Linked DNA regions of Anser cygnoides: all the other regions are linked to region 2. Evidence: chromatin contacts called from public Hi-C data. All regions are on one chromosome and are shown on one strand. Each heading gives the region's core, a stretch centred on a gene start, on an enhancer-like site or on the middle of the called end of the contact. The rest is flanking DNA. Distances are from core to core; before and after follow the strand shown.

Evidence for each region. Hi-C and Micro-C count contacts between places; a contact is called where the count stands out from the background.
Region 1: a contact with region 2 is called in a Hi-C map of liver, with 4 times the contacts expected there. The contact joins two enhancer-like sites. A contact is called at or near these places in 2 of 7 Hi-C or Micro-C datasets (both in liver).
Region 3: a Hi-C map of liver shows a contact between it and region 2, with 3 times the contacts expected there. The contact joins two enhancer-like sites. A contact is called at or near these places in 2 of 7 Hi-C or Micro-C datasets (both in liver).
Region 4: a Hi-C map of liver shows a contact between it and region 2, with 2.7 times the contacts expected there. The contact joins two enhancer-like sites. A contact is called at or near these places in 3 of 7 Hi-C or Micro-C datasets (all in liver).
Region 5: a Hi-C map of liver shows a contact between it and region 2, with 2.6 times the contacts expected there. The contact joins two enhancer-like sites. A contact is called at or near these places in 4 of 7 Hi-C or Micro-C datasets (granulosa cells and liver).

The regions. Positions count from the first base shown.
Region 1 is chr5:28,896,907-28,899,606 of Taihu_goose_T2T_genome, reverse strand. All of the region lies in intron 7 of RAD51B (RAD51 paralog B), which reads right to left. Among named protein-coding and RNA genes, the nearest start is that of RAD51B, 33 kb to the right of the region's middle. Within about 2 kb of position 1,391, at least 2 of the 3 cell types and tissues checked have open chromatin away from gene starts, as enhancers often do. A contact at or near this core is called in liver, where this site is marked.
Region 2 is chr5:29,148,437-29,151,136 of Taihu_goose_T2T_genome, reverse strand. All of the region lies in intron 10 of RAD51B (RAD51 paralog B), which reads right to left. Among named protein-coding and RNA genes, the nearest start is that of ZFP36L1, 150 kb to the left of the region's middle. Within about 2 kb of position 1,281, at least 1 of the 3 cell types and tissues checked has open chromatin away from gene starts, as enhancers often do. A contact at or near this core is called in liver, where this site is marked.
Region 3 is chr5:28,967,648-28,970,347 of Taihu_goose_T2T_genome, reverse strand. All of the region lies in intron 7 of RAD51B (RAD51 paralog B), which reads right to left. Among named protein-coding and RNA genes, the nearest start is that of RAD51B, 100 kb to the right of the region's middle. Within about 2 kb of position 1,372, at least 2 of the 3 cell types and tissues checked have open chromatin away from gene starts, as enhancers often do. A contact at or near this core is called in liver, where this site is marked.
Region 4 is chr5:29,312,598-29,315,297 of Taihu_goose_T2T_genome, reverse strand. No RefSeq gene overlaps it. Among named protein-coding and RNA genes, the nearest start is that of ZFP36L1, 15 kb to the right of the region's middle. Within about 2 kb of position 1,322, at least 3 of the 3 cell types and tissues checked have open chromatin away from gene starts, as enhancers often do. A contact at or near this core is called in liver, where this site is marked.
Region 5 is chr5:29,011,010-29,013,888 of Taihu_goose_T2T_genome, reverse strand. The region is part of intron 7 of RAD51B (RAD51 paralog B); the gene reads right to left. Among named protein-coding and RNA genes, the nearest start is that of RAD51B, 150 kb to the right of the region's middle. Within about 2 kb of position 1,563, at least 1 of the 3 cell types and tissues checked has open chromatin away from gene starts, as enhancers often do. A contact at or near this core is called in liver, where this site is marked.

The DNA of each region.
Region 1 (2,700 bases), core at 142-2,641, 250 kb after region 2:
ATGAAAGTCTCTTATTGAAGAACACAAGTAGAATATTACAGGAAAAATACAGCTGGGAGCTAGATGCATAACACACATCTTTAGATCTCATAATATCTGCCATTTCATGACATACAGAGCTATGCATCGAAATTACTTTGCTTCAATGTTCAAAAAAATGAAGAGACAGGTGTCCTTGCAATGCTGTAAAGTTTGCTGGTGGATTCCTTTTGGCTCTGTTAATCTCTTTTTCCATCACATTCTATTAAACAGGACTCATGGAAATTCACCACCTTTTTTTTTTTCTCCAGCCCCTCAACACTCATCAAAAGGTAAGATTTTGGGGCCAGAATTACTACCACATGCATTATTAACTGCAGACCATGGGAGCAGTTTTGCTGGCATGTTGGGGGGGGTGGGAGGGAAGGCAGCAAATCAGTTTCTAATACTCACTCTGCTGTAAATGCAGCCATGTGGGAAGCAAACGAAACAAGGCTGGGGCCACAGATCTATAACCTCGCTCTGCAAACACAGCTCCGCTCGCCTGCAACAATGCACAAAACAAACGGAAAAGGCCTCTCCTCTAATGTGAGCATTGCTCTTTCCAAAACGGCTCCCTCTCCAGCTCCGCTGGCATATAGGGAGGAATAACGCACAATCCTCTAAAATCAGAACAGCCACTCCATCACTATCACTACAGCGAACCACAAACACCCAAAGTGTTTTCCAGCAGAATCCAAACCCAGAGTGGACAAGAGTCTGTATTCAAATGCCATCCATGTTTCAGCATTCCTTTGAACATGAATTTTTAGTTCAAGCTTAGACGTGGTTATCAAGTAACAAGGAGAATTCATCCAGACTAATAAAACATAAAATGGTGCCTCCCACTTATTGGTTCCAAAATAAACACCACAACCAGCATGTGTGATTAAATCAAACTTCATATCCAAACTAAACACTGTTTCATGCACACAATGCAGGGTTTAAAATACCACAAATGTTCTGAAGGGGTCACAGGGTACACACAGGCAAACATAAAACCAATTTACAGCAGGAAATTTGGCAAAGAGGTATGAAAGGGGTCGAGGAATTGCTATTTTGGAGGAAAACTAGTACAGTATGGCACGCACCTGGTTCTCCTTCAACACTGATTGTCACTGTATGTGAAAACGTACACTGCTAGGAAGAGGTTCTGCACAGACCTCAAGAGCAAATTGCCCTGATGTACTTCAATGTCTGTTTGTAAAAGCACCACACTATGAATATTCAAGTGTTCAGTGTGAGCTGACAACAACCCTTTCCCCTATCAGCTGTGTTTTGGATTTCACGCTCACTGCCAGAGGGCTCACAGCTGGGAATTACATATAGGTCATGTGAAAAACTATTTCTTTATATACTTCTGTTCTCAGGTCTTATTCAGCAATAGAGTAAAATTTCAGACCAGTTTCCAACTGTCTCATCTTTAACTGAGCTGAGCATGCAAAGGTGAGCTGTGATGCAACTAAAAAGAATCATCAACGCCACGCCAGTTCCCCCTTACCAGCATTCCCCCAAACTGCACACCACTTGCCTAAAGCACTTCCCTTTCTTCCATTTCCAGGCTCTTGCATAGTCCCACCAAACTGGCCTAAGCCTAATAGGTAAAAGCAGTTGCAGATCTAGGTCTGGTTTCACAGGATGCTCTGGCAGTATCCATCCTCCCTGGCCTGCACAACTTGAGTACTCTCCAGCCAATCTTTTCATGATTTTGCCAACATGACTCAAGTTTGATTTATAGGAAATTATCTTTCACTTAGAGTTCTGAACTTTTGAGCATTACAATCTAACGGTTTCCAATCATAAGGGCTGGAAAGAATGGAGAACAATAGTGTTCATGTATCCAGGGAGAAAACAATCAACATTGTCACTTCAGTATCCGAGCTCCCCATTTCTGCCAAGCAACAGGCCAAAAGCCAACATGAATTTTGTGAAACAGAGTTCTTTCCCCTTTCAGGTGATGAAAAGGCACCACCTTGCGGTTGTTGCTCTGGGAGAAAGGCTTCGCCAACTGCCAGAAAAAGATCTAGTACAGCCAATTCCCAGTTGTGTCAATAGAAATTTCAAAAGGTTCGTATAACCAAAAAAAAATCACAAATATCAGAGCACATTTCAGCTATCAAAGCATTCTGCCTAACAGAAGTGAATAGCTGAAGTTTTAGTATATTTAGTCTCAAAGTGAATATTGAAGTTCTTTTAAAACAAAACCAGCTATGCAAAAGCCTAAAGTAGGAAATTTGCAAAAGCCTAAAGTAGGGAATTTTGCTTATAACATGCAGCAATAAACTTCTCCATTATTGCACCTATATTTGTTATTGTATCTTTTTCCATAAGCAATAGCAAACAGTCATAGTCAAAAGCGAATTCAAAGAGACACTGTGCAAACACACAGCCCACCACCTTTGTGCAAAATAAAATACACAAAGCTGTTATAGGATGGTTCATTGGAAGTTAGAATAAGAATATTGTACTTACTTCAGTTAGTGAGCAAACAATATTTGCCACAAATAGAATCCTTCATCCACAGACCTTTTCATTAAAGCTTCTTTTTCCTTTGCAAGTTAAACTTGGGCCAGGGGAGGTACCAGGCAACACAGCTAAGAAAATAATCCAAATGACTTCTAGTTCAGTGTCTGGCTACTAGAAAATATGTCCTCTTATCAAAATGCTGTAACCACATTCTAA
Region 2 (2,700 bases), core at 32-2,531:
CCGACCTTCCAACACAAGAGTAAGGAGTGCCGTGCCATTGGAGGAATCATCTCCCAGAAGAGGTATAAAGTTGAGATCCAAATTCCTACACCTGGTTTAAGAAAAGAGCCCTTGGAAGTTCTGCAAAGACATTATTGTTAGTGCTCTGGACAAACGTAAATGCATTGTCATTTCTACCAGCTGGGCAGCTAGTTTCTATGGAAAAGGACTGCAAACAGTGTGCATTCAGTGCCTAGGTGCCTATGCAACAATGCAATTGTCATACAAGAATTACAATACAGCTATAAAATGTCAGTTAAGTCAGGCAATCCCAATAGCAAATTCAAGCTGGGCAGCCAAAGCACCACTTGACACAGTACTTTATTCTGCTTCAAAGCTCCATTCTTTTCAAATTCTTTCTAACATGTCTAATGAAACAGGCAGTCCAATGTGCTCAGAAGGTCATCGGTTTCTACCCGGAGCACCTCCAAAATTTAACAGGGCCTTGATTCCATTGCCAGTGTAATTTTGTTCTTTTTACTGGGTCTCGATCAAGTTGCATTCATGAGAACTGCAGGCTAGGTCAACATGTACCTCGAGGCTGTCTGGATTCTGTTAAGCCAGGCTTTTTGACCAGATCCTCTTCTCCCTCTCTTACAAAACACTCAGCAGAAAAATAAAATAAAATCTCTCTCTTCTACAAAATTAAAATAATTAAAATAAATTCCTTTTATCTCTCTAATTAAGTACCATCCTGTATTTAGTCAGTTGACAGCACCAAAGAATGATTTTTCTGTATTCCACAATATCATCCTCCCTCCCTGGATCTATTCAAAGCCTCTTGTACATATTTAATCACTCCTAGCCAGGCCTGGCTAATGAAATGCAGGGCCTTGCCCTGACCTGACCTTGCTATTTCTATTTTGGCTCAGCACATCCTCTGCTAGTTGGTTAAAAAAAAAAAAGTTGTTTCTCTCCTCTCTTGGACTTAAAGGTCCTGTTACTGGCAGGGGGTATGGTCAAGGACACTGCTGAATACAGAATGAATGACTGAATGATTGTGAACACTGATTTGCAAAACTCCTGCAAGCCCGGAAAGGACCACAACAACTTAAGCACAAAGGTTTTTTTCCCCCTTTTTCTCTTTGGCTGGCAAGGACTGGTGGTCACTGTTCAACTACAGTGAATGGCTTATGGCTAGAAAATTCTGTAAGAAAAATGGACTGCTCAAATTGTTTGCAGCACTCTTTCATAAAGCACTGGTATTCATTCTATGGTTTTGGGCACTTATTGTAACTAGAGATGTTCTTGGTTTTCCCCTTCTGCCCTTTCTATTTGCCAATACTGCAATTTAAAATCTATTTTCCCTTTCTGAGAGCTCATAAAGAAGTGTGATCCCATTTATGACCACTTAGGAAACACTGGATATTGGGTTAGCCCTTTTGTCACATGATGTCGGTTGTAGGAATTCATCAACATGCCAATCAGAAGTCAGGAGTGTTTCCAGTGTACAACTGAACAACATTTACACGGTGATTCATGTGGTCTCTTTAAGCTGAGTTTGTTTTCAAATGGTTTATGATTTTGTTGGCCATGAGTTTTGGTGTTGTTTGACATACTGAGTTGCTGGACGAACCATAAACCACATGTGAAGTCAGAAAGGGCATGGGACATCTTTTTATTCTTTGCGTGTAAGCAGCGCCTTACATTGTGGGGCTCTGGATACTGAACAGGGGTCCCAGATGTTATTACCAAACAACCAACAACAGCACAAAGTTCTGTAGGTAGTCTGTCTGTCAGAAAAATCAGGCTCAGTATCTCAATTCTTCGTTGTTCCTCCAATTATATATCAATGGAGTCAAGCCAGAGAAAACAGTGGTAAATAAGACGAAGATGCCTTTAGCTAGCTATCCAAAAATAATGCCCTATGTCCCGTGGGGCACTGTCAGCTAAGGACCAGGGACATATATCACATTTCTAATGGCCAGAATCAGTTTAACAGGTCCTTATGAGCTCTTCTGCATGCACTGGAACTGAGATAAAGAGAGTTAGATCTCCATTTATAAGTCCAGTCTTTTGTCAGCTCAACTAAAACAAACAGGTTCAAGTTGTGACATCCTGTTGAATAGAAGCAAGTAGGACTTTAAGGCACTGCTTGAAAGAAGAAATGCTAAAATCATGTTTGCAGTCAGCAGAGTCAAATAATACAGCTGTGTCGCCTTCCCCCTAATGCTGTTTATCATGTTCTTTTGTAGTCTGGTTTTCTACACAGACAACACTTTTGCAATCACATTCTGTATCCCAGTCTATATAACCTTTTCAGCCATTGATTGCTTTCAGCCAAGTCTGAAAAAGGTAGGGGTCCTCAAACATCTGTGAGGTCACAGAAAATGAGTGAAAATAGATGACTGAGTAGAGAAGAGAGTTCCTGTAGATGTTATTAGACTGCCTGAAATCCAGAGAGAGGACTTCTCAGCATGCCAAGTGCAGCAGAATTTGTAGATGTAGTCAACCAACCACAAAGTACAGGTCTGTACAGACTTCTGACTTCCTTTAGTCGATGCCCTGTGGGGTTAGATGAGCACCAGAACTAATGCAGAAGTTGGCCTTCAGTTGGCCATCTGCTGGTGACCATAAGTTGTGAGATCAGCAGTAGTGAAACCTGACTATGGCCTTACGAGGCCCCAGTCAAACGTCTGCACTTGCTAGGCCTCACCCAGC
Region 3 (2,700 bases), core at 123-2,622, 180 kb after region 2:
GATGAGCGCGTGCGAGCTTGATGCTTCTTGTAGCTGACTCAAGAAGGCCTCATCAAAAGGCTCCCCTTGATCAGGTGGCCTGTAGCAAACCCCAACCACAAGGTGTCCTTTATTGCTCTGGTCCTTAACATTTACCCACAAGTTCTCAACCTGTCCATGGCTGTTTCTCACAAGCATCTCTCCACAATCAATCCGTTCCCTACCAGAGAGCAACACCTCCACTCCTCTTTCCCTGCACCTCTCTTCTGAAAATCTTGTAGCCCTCTGCTCCAGTGTTCCAGTTATGTGATGTGTCCCACCACATTTCTATGACAGCAGTTAGGTCACAGTTCTTTCATTGTACCATGCTTTCCAGCTCCTCCTGCTTGACTGAGGTTAATGACCTTCATCATTAATGACTAAGGTTAATCCCTAAGGTTAAGCCTCAATCACAAATGACTAAGGTTAACCCTTGTGTAGCTATTTAGTTTCCCAGATTCTTTCAGGTCTCTTGGAGATGCCACATCAACACAGCTGTAATGTTGGGAAGGCGCCAGGTCAAGCCTCGTATGCCGTAAGTCTTAGACAGATGTTCATTTTCCATTTGAGAACCACAAACAGGCTGTTTCTCAGAAAGAATCTCCCAGATGCTGTCAGGTCTTTACCTTCCCCTCAGGAAACCACAGAAAGGAAAAAGATACAAGGATTTAAAGACTACACTCAGTCTGAGTACAAGGTCTGGGAACAGTTTCAGATTCAAGACAAAATAGCACATGCCAGATCTAAAAGCTGTCAGCCTCAAAACAGCAGTCGAAGTAAACAGGGAAGATATCACCTGACCACAAAATAGACAGTGACAAGGGCAGAGTCTTCAAAGATATGAGTATCTAATGCAAGAAGGTAGAACCGGAGATAATGCTGTAAGGAAAAAGTCCAAAAAAAGACAAAACAAGTATCTTTCAAACACTGGTACAAAATATAGCAAGCAAAATATGAAAGGAGAACATTTTTTAAACAACAAACTAAAGAGGGAGGATGAAGAAAATTTCTTGGAAGAGGTCTGCATCAAGTCTCATGAAGAGAGTCCAAACTGCAGTTACCAGAAATATTCAAGCCAAGTGTCTTGAATTTGTTGAAGGAAGCGTATTTGTAAGTTAACAAAGTTAAGACTGAGTGCTCAAAATTCCTCAAATCGTAATTTCCTTGTATCATAAACTGACAGATTTTTTTTTCTTACCAACTAAGAAATGACCACTGTGCTTTCCATTGTGTCCTTTCTTCCAAGTGAAACAAATTTTGCAAGCTAATCACCACCAGATGCCTTCCAGAATCAGACTTTTCAGCAGAAAGGGTAGCAGACAAGAAAAAAAAAAAGAGATGAAAAGGTACTAAAGGGGAAAAAAATTCATATGTTGTTTCTATTGCTGAGCCATTGCTAGGCACACAAGTGCGAAAAATAATTTGAGTTCTTTAAACGCAATTCTATCTCAATTTTGAACTTCAGAGCAAAATGTCACAGGAAAAAAGCTTGCTACCACACTATACAGTAACATGTAGCCTCATCACTAATTTGAGAAGACAAACCACAAACGAAAATGTATCAAAGAATAAAGCAGATGGGAAAAAAAAATAATTAAAATTAAAAACCCAAACACTTTCCTTTTATTTCACTAATCACTAACATCACCTGGCACAACAATGCTTGTCCTGAGCAACAGGCTGAGGTCATCCCAGTCTCTTACAAAATCCAATGAAACCTTTGGTTTGTACCCAAATTCTCCCTAGGGCAGATCACAGTTTAACTTCAGCCACAAAAGCAATAATCCCTCTTCCAGATATCTAAAAACAAATAAACTGTACCTTTTAAATTCTACTAATCCATAAAAATATTGTCTACAACTGAAAATATAACGCGGCTTTAAATACTCAGGGTAAACTCCTATGTGGGAATTATTTCTACCCTTTCTTATTATATAAGAGTTGCCCAACAACTCCAGAAAAAAACACCTTTCCCTTTATATGATGAGTGCACTCCAACAGAAATGAATGTCAGTAGAAGCAGCTTTCTCTGTGCTACTCTACACTCCATTCACAAGCTAGAAATAGCATAGGTCAGTGTTAAATTAGGACAAAGACAAATCCTGTCTTTTGGAAAAAGGAAAGCAGTTTAACCTCTGTCAGTGGCTATTACACCTCTACAGCAGATTTAACATATCAGGTGATGTAAGAGCTCTGCATCTGCTGCAGTACAAACTCACATGTATTAGCTTTTTAAGCCAACCCAGCTGACTTTCTGGTGAATAGTCCAAAGGGTATTTATGCAATTTGTTTGCTAACTTAGTGGTAATAACAAACAGCACTGGGGGTAATTTCTTGCACCGTTCCAGCTACAAATGCGGCAATGGTCTGCTTATGCCATCAGGATCTCACAGACACAAACAGAAAAGAGAAGCACAATGACTGAGCACAATGCTTCACAGGATGAGCTCTGGGTAGCAGCAGCTTACACCCAAACCATTGAGATAATGCTTTCAAAAAGCATAAAAACAGGAGAGATAGAGACCCTTATAAGCCAGCTCTTCAGAATGGCAGGCAAATAGAGACTATTCACGGACTGAATACCTAAAACACTTCACAGAAGCAGACAATTTCTACATGGTCAGGGCAGTGGTCCAGCAACACCTTCTTAAGATGGTTCAGAACTGTAGTGTCCCTCTCACT
Region 4 (2,700 bases), core at 73-2,572, 160 kb before region 2:
TGACTCTGTTACACAGCTCTGTTGTAAGCTTCCCACTATCTGCCTCAAGCAGCTCATCTCAGCGATTCCTCCCATGCTAATCTCTGTGATCTGTGACATGCATACAGCATCGACTGGAACAGAACCTCCCCTCTGCTGCGCCGTATTTGCCAGAACAGGCATAACTCAAGATAACCGGATTTGAAACAATCAGAGCAGGAAGCAGCAATAACTGGCCTGGAGGGAAGGCAGGGAGTTGCCCATAGACAGTTTTTCAGAAGGGTGCCCAATTTGTGATATCCGATCTCCTTCTGCGCTCCTTTAGCCCTGGTACAAAGGTAGGATGTAAGTCTTGCAGGAATTATCTTCACCCTCACTCCCTGGCTTCTGAGCGAGTGAGTTTAGATCTGCACCATCTTTTTCTTACGGCAGCGTTTCGCACGTGGTGACATGCGCAGAGACCTACATATGTGCGTGATGAAGACCTCCAGAGCCACATCTGCTTCAGACATGACACTGATGTCACCACCGCCGATGCAGATCTCTCTGTGGGAATGGTCAAGGCGGAGGACGGTGACGTTACTTTCTCCATGGAGCACACGGACCTCAAGGCTGGCTCTGGTACCGCTGACGCTTCCGCGGGCAGCACCCCGCAGCCCGTACGCAGCAGTGAGCCGGCCCTCTGCCCACCAGCGCCTTCATACCACGCGGGTCAGAGCGGGCCGAGGCAGGTCCTGGGCAGGCGCTCTCGCTGTCGAGCCGGCAGCTTAGTCACGGCGCTCTCCAGACAGCCATGTAAACATCACCCACAGTCCCCCGCAGCTGCCCTCCCCTCCGGCCTCTGCTGCAGCCCTGTCCCTCTGCGCCCCGTGCCAAGGGTCACAAGCTGGGACCAGCATTCGGGTGCCAAACGCAGCCCGTGGCTTTGAGCAGCCAGTCTGCTAGAGGTCGTCACACGCCTCCTTAAGCAAACAGGGATCCATGCCAGTTGATAAATCATTTACGAGGAGAAGTCAGAAGCAAAGAACTAGATTAACCAGGTCACTGGGTGTCCTGAGGGAATGACGTGTCAGTGGAGCTGAAACAGCAGATCCCACAGTTGCAATCTGCTGCCTTCTTCTGTCCTGACAGCAATTCATGGAAATCCCTGGAACTAGACACTAGTGATGGAAAAACCCATTAGCTCATCCAAGTCAGCTCGCTAGTTAAAGCAGTCACTCCCATTCTACATTTTTGGCAGAGTTAAAATGTCTCAAGAGAGGGGATTTCCACCAGTTCCTTCTCAAGGGGAAATTATTCCACCTATCAGGAAGACTGCCCTGAGTGGTGCTATTTTTGTAAAACAGAAGTAACTCCAAAGCCCAAGAGAAAAAAACAAAAGATTCTGATGCAGAAACACAGGCAGCGATGTTTTTCTGCCCCAACAGACATGTGCCATGCATGGCACACCTCCAAATGGAAACGCTGTGGGCACACGTGTGTGTTTATATATATATCCACCTAGGTGTGTTTATGTGTGTGTATACACACGTCCTCCCTCTGTCCAAAGGGTGGTTATGACCTTGTGCCTCCTTGTATAATCGATGTGTTGTATTGTGATCTCACACCTAGTTTAGACTTATGTAACGCCACTGACATCAAGGCAAAGAAAATTGCTAAATTAACTCTGAGGAGGGAACAGACGCGTGGAAAACGGGAGGCATCAGCTGGGTGCACACTTCCCATCCAAGCCTGGGGAGCGGGCACGTCGCCTTGCCGGGCCTCGGCTCCCCGAGCTGTGCCTCGAGGAGAGCGACCACCCTCACCGTGGCTAACTACGTTGCTGCTCAAAGCACTCGGGCCTGCGGTGATGGGAAAGGTGTTGCAATGCAGAGCAGCGCTGTGGAGGTTGTCAGCAGAGGCTATGGAGATTTTTGCAGCCAAGCTTTTCAGCACCTGGGAAGCACTTTGGGACAGTGGGGAAATAAATTAGCTGTGCAATGGCGTTTAAAGCCTTATCATTAGTTTCAGAGCTAATTCTGCATTCAGATGAATGGGCGTAGCACACATTGCTGAGCTAGAACTTGTAGAGATAGGGCGGATCGCTCTCTGTTCCCATTCAGAAAGCTTTCGGCCAGCAGAGCTCTAACTTGCAGTCTTGGTGGCGTAGGTCTGGAGCAGAGATCTGCGGCTAGGGTAGGTACAATGGCAATATTAGCAGCAAACAAACCCCATGTTATCCAGGGCCCTGATTACCATTGCAACGGGGTGTTGGCTATATGCATCTTACGAGAAGAAGGCGGGGTGCTGCCTGGGCGTTTGTCCTGAATTTGTAACTCCTTCTCAGCTAGTTGTTTTATTTGCCTCTCACAGTCTCACAGCTGGCACAGCTGTCTTCCCCATCTGGAACTCCTGAAACTCAGGCACTGTGTTTTGCAACATTGCCAGGACCCGACTGCCATGTACCCGTCAGTTATATTAAGGCTGCCCTCACGAGCACGCTGTGCGTTCTTGCGTTATTGTAGGGAGCTCATGAAGGCTGCTCTGAGCATCCCTGGCTTTGGGCTGGGCCTTCTGCTTTGCGGGGTTTATACCTTGTTCGTTTAACACAAAACACAGTGAAGTGCAAAAAAGTCCTGTGAGGACTGACATGGAGTGTGGAAAAAGATCTAACCAAAAAGGCGTAGGTCAAATTCTGGGCCTTGGCCGGGTCCCTTTAATTGCTGTCAAGTACCAGTGCCA
Region 5 (2,879 bases), core at 314-2,813, 140 kb after region 2:
TATGCTGTATCCTACTACATACTGTCAAGAAATTTATTCCCCTGCTGAACTGCAATGCATCACTGTCACTAAGAATGTGTTTTTAAACAGAGTGTACAATACAATGCAGTAACTATGAATGGGAATGCAAAAATCCTTCCGCCAAGTCAAATTTCACGAAAGAAAATGAAGGCGTTCTTTTGGAACTTAACTGGAACACGCAGATATTAAAAAAAAAAGAGAAAAAGAAAAAAGGAGTGCTTTAGAGAGTATAAGATGTTGAAATCCTGGTTTTGCATCTCATTGATATCACGTGCCCTTTCCAGCAGTAATCTTTTACCCTGGGAGACACTGACTCAGAGGGAAGCACGCCTATAACCAAACTGCCAACAACTGCTCCCGAAACATGTGGTGTTACCCACACACACAACCGTTGGATTAGTGGGGTTGCCTATCCATTTACTGACCAGCCTCAACCTTACTTAACTCCTGAATTGTGACAAAAATCACAGCCTGAGGTGATGTAGCTATGTAACTTGCGCATTATGCACCTTTCTTTAAGTGGAGTCATTAAAGTAAGAGTAAATGGAGTAACCTAATAATGAATACATCTTGCAGGGCCTGAAAAATGTGAAAACAAACAAACATTTCATAATACATATAAAAAGGCTTTTCAATTAACATCCTGTTTTGAATACATGGCTGATCCACAGCAGCCCCTGGCAACAGTCTGCCAACATCTCAGCACGGCATGCTTAGACACTCCTGGCAGTGCTTCCACCCCTCTACACATCAACAACAAGCCTATTTATTATCCAGCCTGCCTGATCTACAGCGCAACGCAGCCAGAACCTGAAGCTATTTCCTTAAGATTGAATGAGTCAGGACACGAAAATGATTAATCAACATGAAGAGGTTTAAAAGCTGTGAGAAAACTGCTCTAAGTAAAAGCTCTGTGAAGCAAAGGTTGCGTTTGGAAAGTTGGGGCTTTCCACAGGCCAACAGTACTAGGATGCTTGTTATTTCTCTCTCAATGTTGCGATGATAGCAGTAGACAGACAGACAGAATGACTATTGGTCTTTGATACTATATTCAGCTTGAGAGACCTACGGGTACAGCTTTATGACCTTTGGCAGGCAAACAACCTCGCTGTGGTCCAAGCAGAAGGGAAACTGCATCAGCGCAATGCCAGGACCAAGCTACCACACAGTGCCTCTGCTCAGGTTCAAAGTGGAAGCAAAGCCAACCCACATCTACCTGCATAACACTGCTGATACTGACCTGGTATGGAGGAAACCAGCATGCAATTGCAGTGAATGAGAAAGACTTTTCTTGCAATAAAGAGGTGCCTTGCACCAGCCTCCACTGCCTAGCTTAGCAGAAATAAAACAAAGGAAGCTGCTGCTACCTCACTCCCACACCTTCTGGAGGTTCAGGTGAAGTAAGGCACAGCTTTGGACAATTACAGAAAGCAAGGATGCTAGTTGCCGTTCTAGTTGCTCATCCGTGCAAATCATATAGCAGTAGGATACTAATTTTAAAGCATTAATGCTTTAAAAGAAGCCTGGCACTGAAAAGCTGGTAGATTTTAGAGTTAGTTTCTGTATCTTAAACAGCAACGGTGCTATGGAGCATTGTGTTATTTAAAGGGAAAAGAAAGAGGTGAACAAAGTCAACCGTTTTGAGGGCTGACATTCAGCTACTCACTCTACTGGGAAAACGTGGGTGAAACAAAGCAAAACACAGGCACAAGTAAATACAGCTGGAAAGTATTTGCTGTCCCTTAATTAAAAAAGAAAGGTCTCCTTTGCTACAGTAATATGTTTGCAGTAGTGAGAGTTCTTACTTACAATCCCCCTTCATTTTATCTGTTGTGTATTTATCTATTTTGCAATATGCATTTGAATGTTGAAAACATTTACATACTTACACGCACACCTTATCCATGGCACTCTGTCCAGTTTTAAACAAAATGTATTGTTTCCAAATGCTGCTATTGCTATGGCCTTAAACAATGAGAGCTTCAGTACAGAGATTAATTATTGAAGGGACAGGGCAAAATAATCTTTTCCATGCTCCCTTATCACAGGGCTGCCAAACTACCTCTGGCTGAGTTCATTGTCCGTAAACATCATGTCTTCAAGTGCTGAGTAAATGACGGCGCTTGCAACTTTCACCAAGCTAGTAAGGTCCAAGATCTCCAACTCACATCACATGAATATGAAAGGGCAACTAGGTGATAGCAATTTCTGTGTCCCCATCACCTGGCAATAACCAGCGATCTGAACGATTATAGTTTATTGTGTTTTGGCTGAGCGAAGTAAACAGTCACTGATAAGATTAGACTCCTGATTTAAACTTAGGAAAACAAAGCCTCTTCCTTGCCCCCCCTTTCTTTGCTTCTTCCTTGTGTGCTTCACATTGGCTAAACTGAATTACAGTTGTGCTGTTTATTCAGCAAATCTCTTTACAATTGCATTTGAAATTGCCAGGGATCATCATCTTAAACAGATTCAAAATACAGACTCCTACACACTTCGCAGTCTCCCTCTTTACAGCTCTCAAAAGGTGGAGAAAATGGGGCTTAAAAGCAGATTGGAAGTATCAATGGGTGTCTTAGAGCACACAACTCTTCATCCATAACACTGGTCAATGTGGCCAGTCCAGTCTACCGGGGGGGGGGGGGGGGGGGGGGGGGGAGAAAAACAAAAAACAAACAGTAAGCAACCAGTGGTAGTGATTATAGTTAAACTGGGCCTTTATCCTCCTCTTTAACAGCTGACCCTGATGAAAGAGTTTCCTTAGAGACTTTAAGGAAGGCTGAATTTATAACGTAAGAACTCCTGGCAGTTATCATCACCTCAAATTATGAAGTGGTTTTGACTAGTGCGGAGGATCT